Regions from separate parts of the Zea mays genome. Here region 1 is linked to region 2. The links are chromatin contacts, called in public Hi-C maps. All regions are on one chromosome and are shown on one strand. The core of a region is the stretch at or near the end of the contact, and the rest is flanking DNA. Distances in the headings are between cores, read along the strand shown.

The links. A called contact is a pair of places that touch in the nucleus more often than the background predicts.
Region 1: a Hi-C map of tassel shows a contact between it and region 2, with 2.0 times the contacts expected there. The contact joins the promoter of LOC103636489 here to the promoter of LOC100217015 in region 2. A contact is called at or near these places in 2 of 25 Hi-C or Micro-C datasets (leaf and tassel).

The regions. Positions count from the first base shown.
Region 1 is chr8:174,306,234-174,312,286 of Zm-B73-REFERENCE-NAM-5.0, forward strand. LOC103636489 reads left to right here and starts at 3,013. Exons shown (of 8, transcript NM_001330558.1): 1 at 3,013-3,934; 2 at 5,029-5,104; 3 at 5,234-5,304; 4 at 5,386-5,474; 5 at 5,567-5,699; 6 at 5,783-6,012. The coding sequence starts at 3,497. It overlaps LOC100283523, which reads left to right. Exons shown (of 2, transcript NM_001156423.2): 2 at 174-1,143. The coding sequence ends at 908.
Region 2 is chr8:174,115,247-174,122,179 of Zm-B73-REFERENCE-NAM-5.0, forward strand. LOC100217015 reads left to right here and starts at 4,792. Exons shown (of 1, transcript NM_001143391.2): 1 at 4,792-6,430. The coding sequence starts at 4,813. The coding sequence ends at 6,189.

The DNA of each region.
Region 1 (6,053 bases), core at 1,763-4,262, 190 kb after region 2:
ATCTATGCATGTATCTTTGTAATGAATCTGAAATGCTGTCAAGAGTCTTGCTTTTATTCATGTCCACATGTAAAGTCTATGCGCTCCATTAACCTAATTCATCTGAATATGGTGCCAGTCTATTACACAGATAGATTTTATCCATTTCGTCTGAATAGGTTTCTTTTAAATAGGTTTTGCAGAAGGCGCTGGAGGTTTGGGATCTCCAAGTTATACCCCTTGATTCCCCAGCTGCAGGGTCGTCCCTATTTGACCCAGAGCAGGAGGTTGCTTTCATTTGCCACCTGCAGGACCACTGGTTCTGCATGAGGAAGGTGAACGGGGAGTGGTACAACTTTAATAGTCTCTACCCAGCTCCCGAGCACCTGTCGAAGTTTTACCTCTCAGCTTTCATTGACACCCTGAAGGGGTCAGGCTGGAGTATATTTGCAGTTAGAGGCAATTTCCCCAAGGAGTGCCCTATGGCAACCGAAGGCTCTAACGGTTTCGGTCAATGGTTTACCCCTGATGACGCCCGGAGGATAACAGCCTCCTGTAACCAGGTGCAAACACCACCTACTGAGCAGGTACAATCCCCTCTACTTGCTGAACAACCAGAAGGGATGAGTGAAATGGACATGATCGCAGCGCAGCAAGAAGAGGCTGATCTGAATGCTGCTATAGCTGCCAGCTTGATGGACACTGGGGTTCCATTTGCCAGCTATGCCGCAGCTCGAGAACATAGCGATTCACAAGATTCTCCTGCTCGTGAAGCAGCTCCGAGCAAAGATAATAACCAGGAAGAAGCTGGTAAAGCTGAACCGAGCGCACCTCCCTGTGAGGAGGACATCCAGGAGTTGGCTTCAGGAAGCGACACCAGAAGGGAGGTTCCTTCTGTAGAGGAGAAAGGGTCAGCGAAAGAAGAATAGTCTGGCACTTTCTGATCATTCTGTAACTGAGTTAGACCCGTACAAACAGAAACTGCCCACCATTTGAGTGGAGTTATGCCTTCTTCTTTTTTTTTCCCCGGTTCTGAACGCCGTATACGAAATGCATAGTCTGAACTGAATGGGTTTAAGAACTTTTAACTGGTGTAACTGTCATGTGCGAAGTGCATAGAGACTAGAGTCTGAGTGGCGGTTTTGAACCCCTTTTTCCCCGTCCTTTTTAATGTGTGTGAACTTATGCTGGATCTCCCCTTCACACGAGACAGACACCCACACCCTGATGGTGAGTGCTCATATTGTCGTTATCGTGTCGTCGTTGCAGCCCGGAATTACCGAATCAAAATTGTGTTTCTGCAGGTTTTACCTTTTGTCAATTGTTGCAGTTGGTGTCAAGACATATGATCGGATCGGATCGGATGCTTTGTTGCTTCGCGTCGTTGCAGAGCCCGTGACCAGGCTGACGTTGCAGCAGCAGTCAGCGCTCGGCAGAGTCGCACGCTCCGGCGCGCTGGACTGGACTGGATGGACTATGGAGTGGGCTGAGGCCGGTGTGGAGAATGGACCGTTCGTTCGTTGGGTACCGGCAGGTTAGCAGTATGGCTAGCTCTCAAGACTAATTGTTCACACACAGATGTTGGTGTTGCCACGAGAATCCTGTCCGCGTCGCGCCGCTGCCTAATCGGGCTCCGTCGAGGACAACGTTTACCAGGAAACGGAGCGCTCCTCGCGTCTCCGTCAAGAACAACATGTCGCTACCTCTTGCAGTCTTCATCGAACCAGTGAGGAATAAAACAGACGCCTTTAATTTGTGACTCCATACCGCACATTCAGGGATCCTTGGTTGCGCTGTGGTCATTCTGACAAAGAGATAGAGAGAGAGAGAGAGAGAGAGAGAGAGAGAGAGAGAGAGAGAGAGAGAGAGAGAGAGAGAGAGATAATCGGCGTTCAATAATCGACCGGCACCCCGTGGTGCCGCCATGTACAACATGATGAGGCGGGTAAGCAAAGTGGGTTCACGAGCACCAACACGAAGCAAAGTGCGCGTGTCAACCTGATTAGACCACCACCAAACCTGGATGGATTCCTTCCCCACTCGGGACGGGACGATGTTGGCCTTCACCTGCCTGCCCGATGGACAGAATCACACACAACTCAACACATGGGCAACGATGAGACGCCAAGTAGCAGAGAACAGACATGAAACGACGAGATGGGAGGATCAGCTAGTCGTCGTCGTCGTCCCTGTTACGAATTCCCGGTCCTGCACGGCGGCCGGGCGTGTCGTCCGTATATATGTACCCGGCCGGGCGATGTGAACAAGCGGGAGGAGACGAGAGCAAGGCGAATTAGGACAAGTCTTCGGGGTCAGACATGAACATGAAGGGCGTACTATGCAAATACAAACATGAACATGAACGCGTCGTCGTAGCTACGTGCCCAGCTGACTTTTCAAGGGTCGCAGTCAAGCAGCTGACACGGCGCTGGGGGCCTGGGGCCGGATAAAAACCGGGGCGTTTCGCTCGTGTCGGGGCTACGTCAAAGCGGGAGAGATAGAACTCGGTCAGCGCGTCGTCACTTGCACTAACACCCGTTTAATCGTCGTCCCTACATACCCACCAAAATGGTCATCGTTTTTTTTTTTGGTTTGTTCCGGTTAAAGCAAGGAATCAGGCGCGCTAGCACTAGCACTAGCACTAGCACGTCGGGACCACATCCACTGACAGTGCGGAATGAATGTGACAATCACAGTAGTACAGTGCGCATTAATCACAGTAGTACATCGTACGGGCCTGGCACCTTCAGCTAGTTTCCATTGAGCTACTTCCACGTGTCTGCGCGTGCAGGAACTATACCTGCTTCTTCGCTTCACGTGTGCTGCTGCTCGGCCATGCCGGTTGCCTGTAACGGCGAATTCGGACCAGTGTCCATCTCAACCTCGGGGAGAAACAGAAGAAGAACCGGACGGGATGCCCACGGGGTCCTGGGAAATTCGAACACGTCTCCACGAGCCGCGCAGTGCGCCAAATGATTGCGTCCTCCGATCGGGTCCCTCGGCTTCGCTGCTCTACACCACCCGCGCACGCGCCCGTCACAGCCCGCGATAAACGAAAGAGATCCTGGACAGGGAAAGCGAGCCCGTGCGGTGTGGTCGAGCCAGCCAGCCAGCGAACATGGCACAGTGGAGGTGGCAACGACACCGGTGAGGCGAGCCTGGTTCCTGAAGAACTCGCTCGCCTGCTCTGCCTCCCTCCCTCTCACAAAATCACCAGGGGTTGCGGGCTGTGGCCCTGGAGGGCAGGGCATGCACGCGCGCGCACGACCGACGACCCCCTCGTGCAAGCTGCAAACCACCACCCCACCTCGCCCCCACGTTCCCTTACGTGCCCTCCCGTCCAGCGCCGCGCGGTTGCCCATCGAAGCGGCCAAGGCAGGGCGCCAGCGCCACCCGGCCCGGCCCCTTCTCCTGCTTCTGCTTGCTCTGGTCTCCCTCCTCCTCGCGATCGAGCTCCCGCGCTTGGCTTGGCTTGGCTGCGCACTTGTCTAAAGTCTAAACCAAAGCCGCTCCGGCCATGGTCGCGTCGCCGTCACCCACACCGTCGGCACCCTCGTCCTCGCCCTGCAGCTGCAGCAGCAGCAGCAGCTGCAGCCCCGTCACGTCCGGCGCGGCGCACCGCCGCCGCCTCCCGGACTTGCCCGCCGCAGCGGACCGCTCCGGCGGGGCGGCGCGTGCGAGGGCCCTGTTCTTCGCCCGGAGGGCCAGCGGCAAGCGGGCGGCGGCCGTGCTCGACCAGGCCTGGGCGCGGAACGCGGTGGCGTGCCTGCTCGGCGCCGCCGTCGTCGTCGGCCTCGTCACGACGACCTCGCGCCGGGGCGCCGTCGTCGGCGCGGGGATGGGGAGCCGCCTCGTCCGCAGGGCGGTGCCCGCCGAGGCGCTGCGGTTGGGGGAGGAGGAGAACCTCGCCGCCGTGGCTCGCCGCCCGCTCGACGACGACGACCCGCCGCCGTCGGTGCGTAGCTTAGCTCTACTCTCGATCGCCGTTATTGACTGACTGCCCCGTTATGTTTTTCGTCCTGCCATGCACCTCTGCTCACTAGAGGCTGCCGGCTTGGTGTCCGCGTGCATGTTAATCACGCACTAAACTCGCGGCTCTCAGAGCTCTGCATGGGCCTGGCTAGAAACCATTCGAACGTGCCGAGACCCAAACCAAGTCGATGACTGGATGATTTGATCTTCTTGGACTAAAAAACACGACAAGTCTGCTTTCAGTTGCCGTGTTTTGTTACTTCGCTGCGGAATCAAACAACATTAGGATTAGGATACGTAGGCTTGAGAGTCATTTTCGGCCTCTCCTGTGGGTTCAGCGGAACCCTTTGGAAGCAGAACAACCAGATGATGGCCCTGTTTGGCACAGCTGCTGCTTGTTGAAAAAGCAGCTTATCTGATAAGCTGGTGAAAAGCAGCTTCTGCTTGTTGACTGCTTTTAGTGTATTCTGAGAAGCAGCTGAACTGATAAGCTGCTGCAGAAGCTAGCTGTTTGGCAGAACTTTTGCTTAAATTTGTGAAGAAGCTGAAAATAAGCTGTGCCAAACAGGGCCGATAAGCAGCTATGGTGACGACAGTGACACCTTGTCATTTGACAACCAAGACAGAGATACCTAGAGCATGTAACAAATTTTTTTGGCGGTTCCAAGCCGCTAATCCTATCCTTACCGAGCCTCCAAAAAATTCTACATCAAAAAAGAAGAAAGAGAGAGAGAGAGAAAGAAAAAAAAGAATGGACATAAAGTGGGAGTTTACATCAACCGATCCTATCCCCGCAAAGTGCCACTAGTGCTTGTATGACTACTAGTACACGGCAAAAAGAGAGTCCCTTGTTCATTGGACACTGGGAAACACAAACTTCTGCCTGTCTGCCGCCTACCTAAAGCATCTGTAGACCTGCAAATCAAGGAGCAGAAAGAGTTTAGTTACATACCGATGCTCCTAATCTACATGCCTGAGATATTCTACGTTTATTGACTCGACGCGACATCTGCTCGAATGAATGGTACCGTCTACTTTAATTTTGTGCTGTTTTTTTTTTGTTTTGGAATCCAGCAGATGATGGCCCAGGTATGGACAAAACCAGATAGCGAGGGCTACACGAAGTGCACTGGACGCACGAAGAATCGTCACGGTGAGCTCATCTTCTTCCCCCCCACACCTTCCTTCAGTTTAATAACACTAGTTCTAAGTAACAATAGGTCTTAACTGAGCGCCTAGACTCGGGCAACGCTTGCTCTGCTTCTTTTTTTCCCCCGATCAGGAACCAACAGTACGACCGCTGGCTATATAATCGCCGACGCCAATGGTGGACTTAACCAAATGAGACTGGGAGTACGTATCCACTGATCTTCTTTTTTTAAAAAAAACAGAGGAAAATGCCTTCCAATCATCCCTTCAAAATCATCCTTGCAGATAAGTGACATGGTCGCGGTTGCTAAGCTCATGAATGCCACACTAGTAATCCCGGCCCTGGATCACAAATCGTTCTGGACTGATCCAAGGTCCCTCCTCCTCTCTTGAACCAAGTACAGCAAGAAACCTATGCAAGTTTTTTTTTTGGCGGGGGGGACTCATGTTTTCGCTTGGCGTGCAGTGATTTCAAAGATATATTTGACGTGCAACACTTCAAGCAAACTCTAGAGGATGATATCATGGTTGTGGACTCCTTGCCGCCAGATTTCAAAAGGTTCAAACCCTACACTAGAGCACCCAAGTCCTGGGCCAGGGTATGAACCAAACCAACCACTGCATATTAGGAGGGAAAAAATGAGCAGGCAGAAAGATGATGATTTAATATATTTTTTTTCAGGCTTCTTATTATAGGGCATTCACAAAGACACTGAAGAAGGCCAGGGTTGTGAGATTCACACATACAGATTCACGCATTGCCAACAACGGTCTCCCTCCTTCCATCCAAAGGCTCCGATGCCGTGCAAACTACGAGGCGCTAAGGTACAGTCGAGAGATCGAAGAGCTAGGTAATACTCTAGTCGGCAGACTGAGGAACGGATCCAACCACTACATCGCACTTCACCTAAGGTGACCGGAACCTGCAATTTGTCTAGTAACAGGGCTGACAG
Region 2 (6,933 bases), core at 3,542-6,041:
TTACTATTAAGTATATAATCAGAAGAAATATATCCATGATGCATCATTCAGTACAAACTGCACAATTGATGAACTGCAAGTGTGGCCCATCAAAGAAAATCATCGTAAAAATCATTAGATTAACTCAATGTTGGATACACTGGTTTCGCGCCGAAGTAGTGATGCTGGATGAGGTTTTCTCCAGCAAAATGATCCCTGTGAATGACGCGGCGAGGTAAACCGGACCGTCGTCGGTAATGGCGTTGAGCCTCAATGTTGAGGGTAAGTAGATTGACAAGCAAAAGAGTTTCGTCCTCACTATCACTCGAATCAGAATCATCTTCCGTATGCCTGTGAGACATACCGAACTATACCTAACTTGATGAAGTAAACAACAATGAGCGTACATTTGGGTAGAGAATGATTGCATATATATAGGCGAGACCAAAGCGGCTTTAGGGGGAAGCTGGGGGCTTCCATTGAAAGCCAACCGTGCCTTTCTTTGAAAGCCAAAGGTGGCTTTCGTTGAAAGCCACACGTGGCTTCGTCCATACGACTGGGCGGGTTTGCTTGCAACGTAAGTGTGGTTCAATATATTACGTCTCAATATATATGAAAAATTATGCCATACCACAATTGTGAAGTAATATATGCATTTTGCAATTAAATGTTAAATGAATTGATGTATGCATTTTGCAATTATATGTTAAATGAATTGTTTTTTTCTATATTGTGCGTAATTTAAAACAAACAAATAAATATAATTTTTTTTTCTTATTTAATACGAGCGGTTCATGCCTAACGTGTTAAAAGGAAAATATATAAATAGAAAATGAAGTTGGTTATGTTAGTTATATGGAAATGTATATTTAATGAGTAGAGAGATATGTAGGGGAAAATTTAGGGGGAACGGTTGCGGGACGAGTGAATATAGGGAAGAGAATCTTGCTAACGTGGCTACATAGTAACATTTAGTGGAAAAAAAATTTAGGTGAAACGCTTACGGATAGTCTTATCCTGTGTATCACTTCAGCAGCAGCAGCAAATAGTTCCGGCACGTCACCCCCCCACCCACCCACCCACCATCGGCTGGGGTGTTTTTTTTCTTCTAATTATTATTTTCTTTTCTGGCCGTCTCGGCGTCTCAGCCTCCGGCCGGCCTCTCACTGATGTAAAAAACTGGTTGATGTTTACAAGCACATTCCCCAAAATTCATGTAAGTTTCAGAAAGTGTATACATTCTATTAATGGACGCTTGTTTGGTAGCACAATCATGAGTTTTTTTTTCTTTCTTCTATGTAGTAGGTGCTTGGTTCCAACTACCAAAACAGACATCTTGGAATCTTACCATGGAGTGCGATAAAGTACTAAAATAGATGTGTATTCACTTCATATCAATTAAAATTATTGTCTTTTAGATTTTTCGTAGCATTAACATGAACATCTTACTAGTAAGTATATAATCAGAAGAAATATATCCACGATGCATCGTTAAGTACAAACTGCACAATTGATGGACTGCAAGTGCGGCCCATCAAAGAAAATCATCGCAAAAATCATTATATTAACTCGTTGAAATTTAGTTAGGGAAAAAAAGAGAACAAGCTCAGAGTAGCAAGTGTCATCCACCAAGGTTCAGAAGATCGCACCGAACCCACCAGTGCTTATACGTATTCATCATAGCTTGTTATACCCTTTGTTAATTAATTTTGATGGCACGATTTATATGCTCAGATAGGGCGCGTTACAAAAAAAAAAAGAGAACAAGCTCAGTGTAGCGAGTGTCATCCAAGGTTCAGAAGATCGCACTGAACCCACCATTAATCTTGATGGCATGGCACGGTTTATATGCTCAGATAGGGCTTGCTGTCCGGACGATGTGGTACTAGTGTTGCTATTTGCCGGGCGATGTGGTACTAGTGTTGCTATTTGGCACCACTCACTAGAGCGTACAAAAATACAAAAAAAAGAGAGAACAAGCTCAGAGTAGCGAGTGACATCACAAGTTAAGATGATCGCACTGGACCCACCAATGCTGGTGTTTTTCTTCACAGCTTGTGTGCCAGCAACCTTCACAGTACAGTTTATATGCTCAGATACCCTTGATCTCTGGGCGGTGTGGTACTAGTGTTGCTATTTGCTAGCGATTGTGGCGGGTGTCTGCCAGCTTAGCCGCGTGGGCTGGCTCGCGCAGGAACCTCTCTTCTGTTTCTAACCATATTGAGCGTTGCGTGGGCCATGTTTTCATGTGGTGGGCTAAACTGAACCTACGAGTACACAAAAGGCATCAGTCCAACCATCTCGCTGCACGCCGGTGTTGTCCGATGAACCCGTAACGCAAAATGGAAAACAGAATTCGAAGTTGAGCACGTTGCGATAAGACATGCGGTTTCGAACGGATTCCGTTTCCATTTTACCAATACCATTGCAGCAACCAAAGCAATAATCTAGATAGTACTTGCTATCAGACAAGGGCACACCAAAGTCTTAGATAAAAAACAAAGGGACGTACAGGCAGGCGCATCGCGCACATGCGTGGGGTGGCGACTATTGTGTGTGTGTGTGTGTGATCGGCCAAGGTAGTGCGGGAGCAAAAGCGAACAAAAGAGGAGGTACCGAGCGAGGTTTACGATCGTTTTCTAAGCTCGAGAAAGGCGACAACTCCGGTCTCCTGTCATGTGCCTAGATCGCCGTAACCAAAAAGCTGGCTGCTAATAACCTCTCCTAGGTCTGCGCCATGGTTAAGCCAGCGGGCTTCAGTAATCCTTATCCACCCGTGTGTCTGTCTTTCTCTCAGCCTAGTACGTAGGACAGATCGTCTGGTGTTTCATTCCCTCCTTTGGCTAGCTGTTAGGAAACTTACCGGTTAACCCCTAAGCATGTGGGGGCTGGGAAATGGGGGTAGAAAGGAAAAGCTAAGCTCGGAAAAGCGCAGCTTGCCTCCTCAACACCCTTGTCAACAAAAGCTACTTAGAGCATGATGCTGAAGCTTTTCTAACTGCTTTGACAGGATAAGGTGAAATTGAACTGGAATCAGAAATCCATGGTGAATCTTTTCTCCTTCCATTCCAGTCGAAGTCTTCTCTCATGGGCATTCTTGTACCGGGCTATCTTCCCAAAAAAATGTGCCTGCCGCCTGCCGGGCTAGTAAGAGAATTATAGTAGTAGTAGTAGTTAATAATGGAGCCAATTACTTGCACTACTTCAATGTCCATGCCTAGGCATCGGCATCCTTGGCCGTTTGCTAGCTGCGTCTTGCAAAGCGATGTGTTTTTACTACGCGCGTGCAGCTTATGCTATGCATGCCCACATAATCGGTTTCAGATCAGGCAAATCCCGGTAGGACGGACGCTCGGACAGGCAACCTGTAGATTATTGCAGGGTATGTGTGTGTGTGTGTGGGAGAAAGAGAGGAACTGGATGAGCGAGCAAAGCTGTACTAAAGCTGAGAATATATATGACCGCAGTGCTTGTACTAAAGCTGTACTTTGTGGGACTAGTAGGCGTCTGCAATCAGTTGCAATTCTGTATGTTTTTTTCTTCTTCTGATAATAAGAGCTTCAGCTACGATTACCATATGAATGCGTCTGCATGATTCTGAGGGGTGTTCACTGTTTCTCGCACTCGCAGTCTGGCATCATCGACTCATTCGTATGCCTCTGACAGAAGGCGCTCAATAAGAAGAACATGGAGTCAGCTAGGCATGCGTCGATAGGAAGAGTAAAACCAGCTAAATATGATGAGAGTGGCAGTGAGGTTGCAAGGCCATCAAACTGATGTTACTGCGCGTCAGGGCAAATCCCCACACCATCCCGTTTGCGCTCAGAGATTACCTGCAAAGAGACAAGCAATAGCCGTCAGGGCAAATCCCCACACCATCGCATTTGCGAACGCGTACGACGAACCCAAGAACGGCAGAACTACTACACAAAGCAAAAGGAGACAAGGAGCTATAGAGAGAAGTTGGAGAGAGAGATATCGAGAGAGGAAGAAGAAGCAAGCGAGGAGAATGGTGAGAGAGCCCGCAAGACGGCAAGAGCCAAAAGGCTTGGCCCCGCCGGGGCCCGTGATTCTTTCTTTGCCTTTAACTTTCACTTTCCTCTCCCTCCTCGCTCTTTTCACCCTTTTACCCTGTCCGATACGCCTCTCTACTTAAAACCGAGACCTGGCGCACCGGCAGCTCCCTCCTCACGCACCAGCACGAGCGCAATGGCGCAACTGTACTAGCTAGCCGCACAGTGACATCAGAGGTGTGTGGGTGTGGGGGGGCGGGGTGGGGTGGGGAGTGACACCCGGGGGCCGATGACGACGCTGCACATGGACCCGCCGGCGCCGCCCGCGCGCCGCTCAGTGTCGACCAGCTGCGACCTGCACCCGGGCGAGACGTTCACCGGCTTCTGCGCCGCGTGCCTGCGCGAGCGCCTCCACGGTCTCGAGGCGTCCGCCGCCGCCGCCTCCGCGCCGGGGCGCAAGTCCACATCGGCCATCCGGTCCCTGTTCGCCAGGCCGTTCGCCGCCGGCAGCTCGTCTGCGTCCGGCCCCGCGCAGCCGCCGGACCTCCGGCGCTGCAAGTCGTTCTCGTGCGGCCGCGGCGGCGACGCTCTGGCCGCGGCGGAGGTCGCCAGGGCGGACGAGCCGCAGCGGCATTCGTGTGACGTGCGGGGGCGCAGCACGCTGTGGGCGCTGTTCCACCAGGACGACCGTGACCGCGTCCGCGACGGCACGGCGTTCCGCGCATTCCCAGCCTCCTCATCCACCGCCATGGCTGCGCTCGCCGTCGACGCGGCACCGTGCATCCCTGACGATTTCTTGGACGAAGACATCCCAGTGGTCATGGAGCCCGACGAGATAGTCCCGGTGGTCGAGGAGGGCCCTGCCGTCGTCCCGATGGACATTTCCGGCGAGGTGGCAGCCGAGAGCAATGCGGCGGCCCAGGGAGGTAAGGCCATCAAGGACCACATCGATCTGGAGTCGGCGGAGAACAAGAAGGCTTCGCCCAAAGACCTGAAAGAGATCGCCGGGAGCTTCTGGGCCGCCTCCGTGTTCAGCAAGAAGTGGCACAAGTGGCGCCGCAAGCAGAAGCTCAAGAAGGAGGCTACCTTGAGCAAGGGCGCGGCAGCGGCAATGCCCCCTCCGGAGAAGCGCTCTAAAGCGTCGTTCTTTGGCCGGAGCCGCCTCCGTGGGGAGGCAGGCACCGAGCTCGCCGGTGGGCGGCGCTCGTGCGACACCGACCCGCGTTTCTCCCTGGACGCCTCGCGCATGTCCATCGATGACGCCGGCTTCTCGTGGGACGAGCCCCGCGCGTCGTGGGATGGATACCTGTTCGGCGCCGGCGCCGGCGCCGGCATTGGCCTCGGGCGCGCGCCTCCGCCGCTCTCCCGCCTCCCTCCCATCCTGTCCGTCCTGGAGGACACACCGGCCGACATCGTCGAGCGCTCCGACGGCCAAATCCCTGTGGAAGACGACTTCGACCCCGAGCCGCCAGGTGGGTCCTTGCAGACCAGAGACTACTACCTGGACTCCTCCAGCCGCAGGCGGCGGAGCCTGGAACGATCAAGCTCCGTACGCAGGCCGTCATTCGAGGTGACGGATCCAAGGCCTATGGCGCCCGCGGTAATAAATGGGAGGGTGTCCCCAGTTGGCGGTTCAGAGTTCTACCACTTCCACCACGCGGAGGACTTGCTCGACCGCGGCTTCAGCTCCAACTCCCTCATCGAGGACATCTCCGCGAGCCTGGAGGCGGCGCTGTCCGGGTCCGGCCCCGCCAAGAAGCCACGGCGGTGGCGCAAGGCGTGGAGCCTCTGGGGGCTCATCCACCGCCGCGCCGCCGGGCGCAGGGGCGGGGGCCCGTCGGACATCGCCGACCGCTCCTTCTCCGAGCCGTGGCCGGACCTGCGCGTCCGCGGAGCCAACCCCAAGGTGCAGCGGTGCAACAGCAGCCTGAGCGCGCGCAGCTCGTTCAGCAGCAACAGCGGCGGGCTCGGCAGCTCCAGGCGCAGCAGCAGCTACGTGGACGCCAGCGTGAGGCGGAGGGAGGAGCCGCACGCGCAGCTGGAGCGGAACCGCAGCGCGCGCTACTCGCCCGGGCGCGCCGCCACGGCGGACAACGGCATGCTGCGTTTCTACCTGACGCCGATGCGGAGCGGCACTGGGCGGCCACGCGGAGCCGGCCTGCCGACCAAGGCCGGCAGCGTGCTCCGCCTGTACTAGGAGGCGCCAGGTTCTTTTGTCTAATCTGCATGTTCCTCGTCTGGGGTTCGTTCTTGTGCCATAAATCTTGGTGTATTGTAATGTAATCTGTCGTTCTTGTTCATTTTGGGGATTGGACATCATCTCGCATGTCCAGTCCAGTCAAGTCACGAGGGTTTCTTTTCCTTCCGTGAGTTATTTGTGGTTCCATCAGCATATATGGTTCGACCTAAATTTGGAGGGAAACACGTTCTAATCCTGCTGTCGGGCCTCTCTAGTGTCTCTTTCCAGACACAAGGACCACTTTGTGTCAACTCTCCATGCTCTTTTGGACCGTGGGGAGAGACGGAGGCACGACAACACAAGGCGGAGGCCAAGAGGTTTGACACGGCCATGGCTGGCCGGTCTCGCCTCGCGCGGCTCCGGCTCCGGCTCCGACACCGGTGGTACTAGGCTCGGGCCCGTCCACTGCACGTGATTGGTCCTTAAAGGAGGTCGTGCTTGCCGCCGCCTCGGAAACCGTTAAAGGCATTCCTCCTCCGGCTCCGGCTGGCCCGCGGCCGCCCTTGTTTCCCCATCGTTTTGCTGGTTATCTGCCATTCCCTGCTGGTCTTGCGTCGCACTGCCACTGGCACCGGCCGTGGCAGCACTGCAGGTGCAGCACAATGGCGTTGGGCCGGGCCACAGCACGGATCCATTTGTATTCTGAGCGTGCGCGTCTCGACTGTGGGGTGTAGTGTTGTGCCAGATTCAGGGTTCAGACAG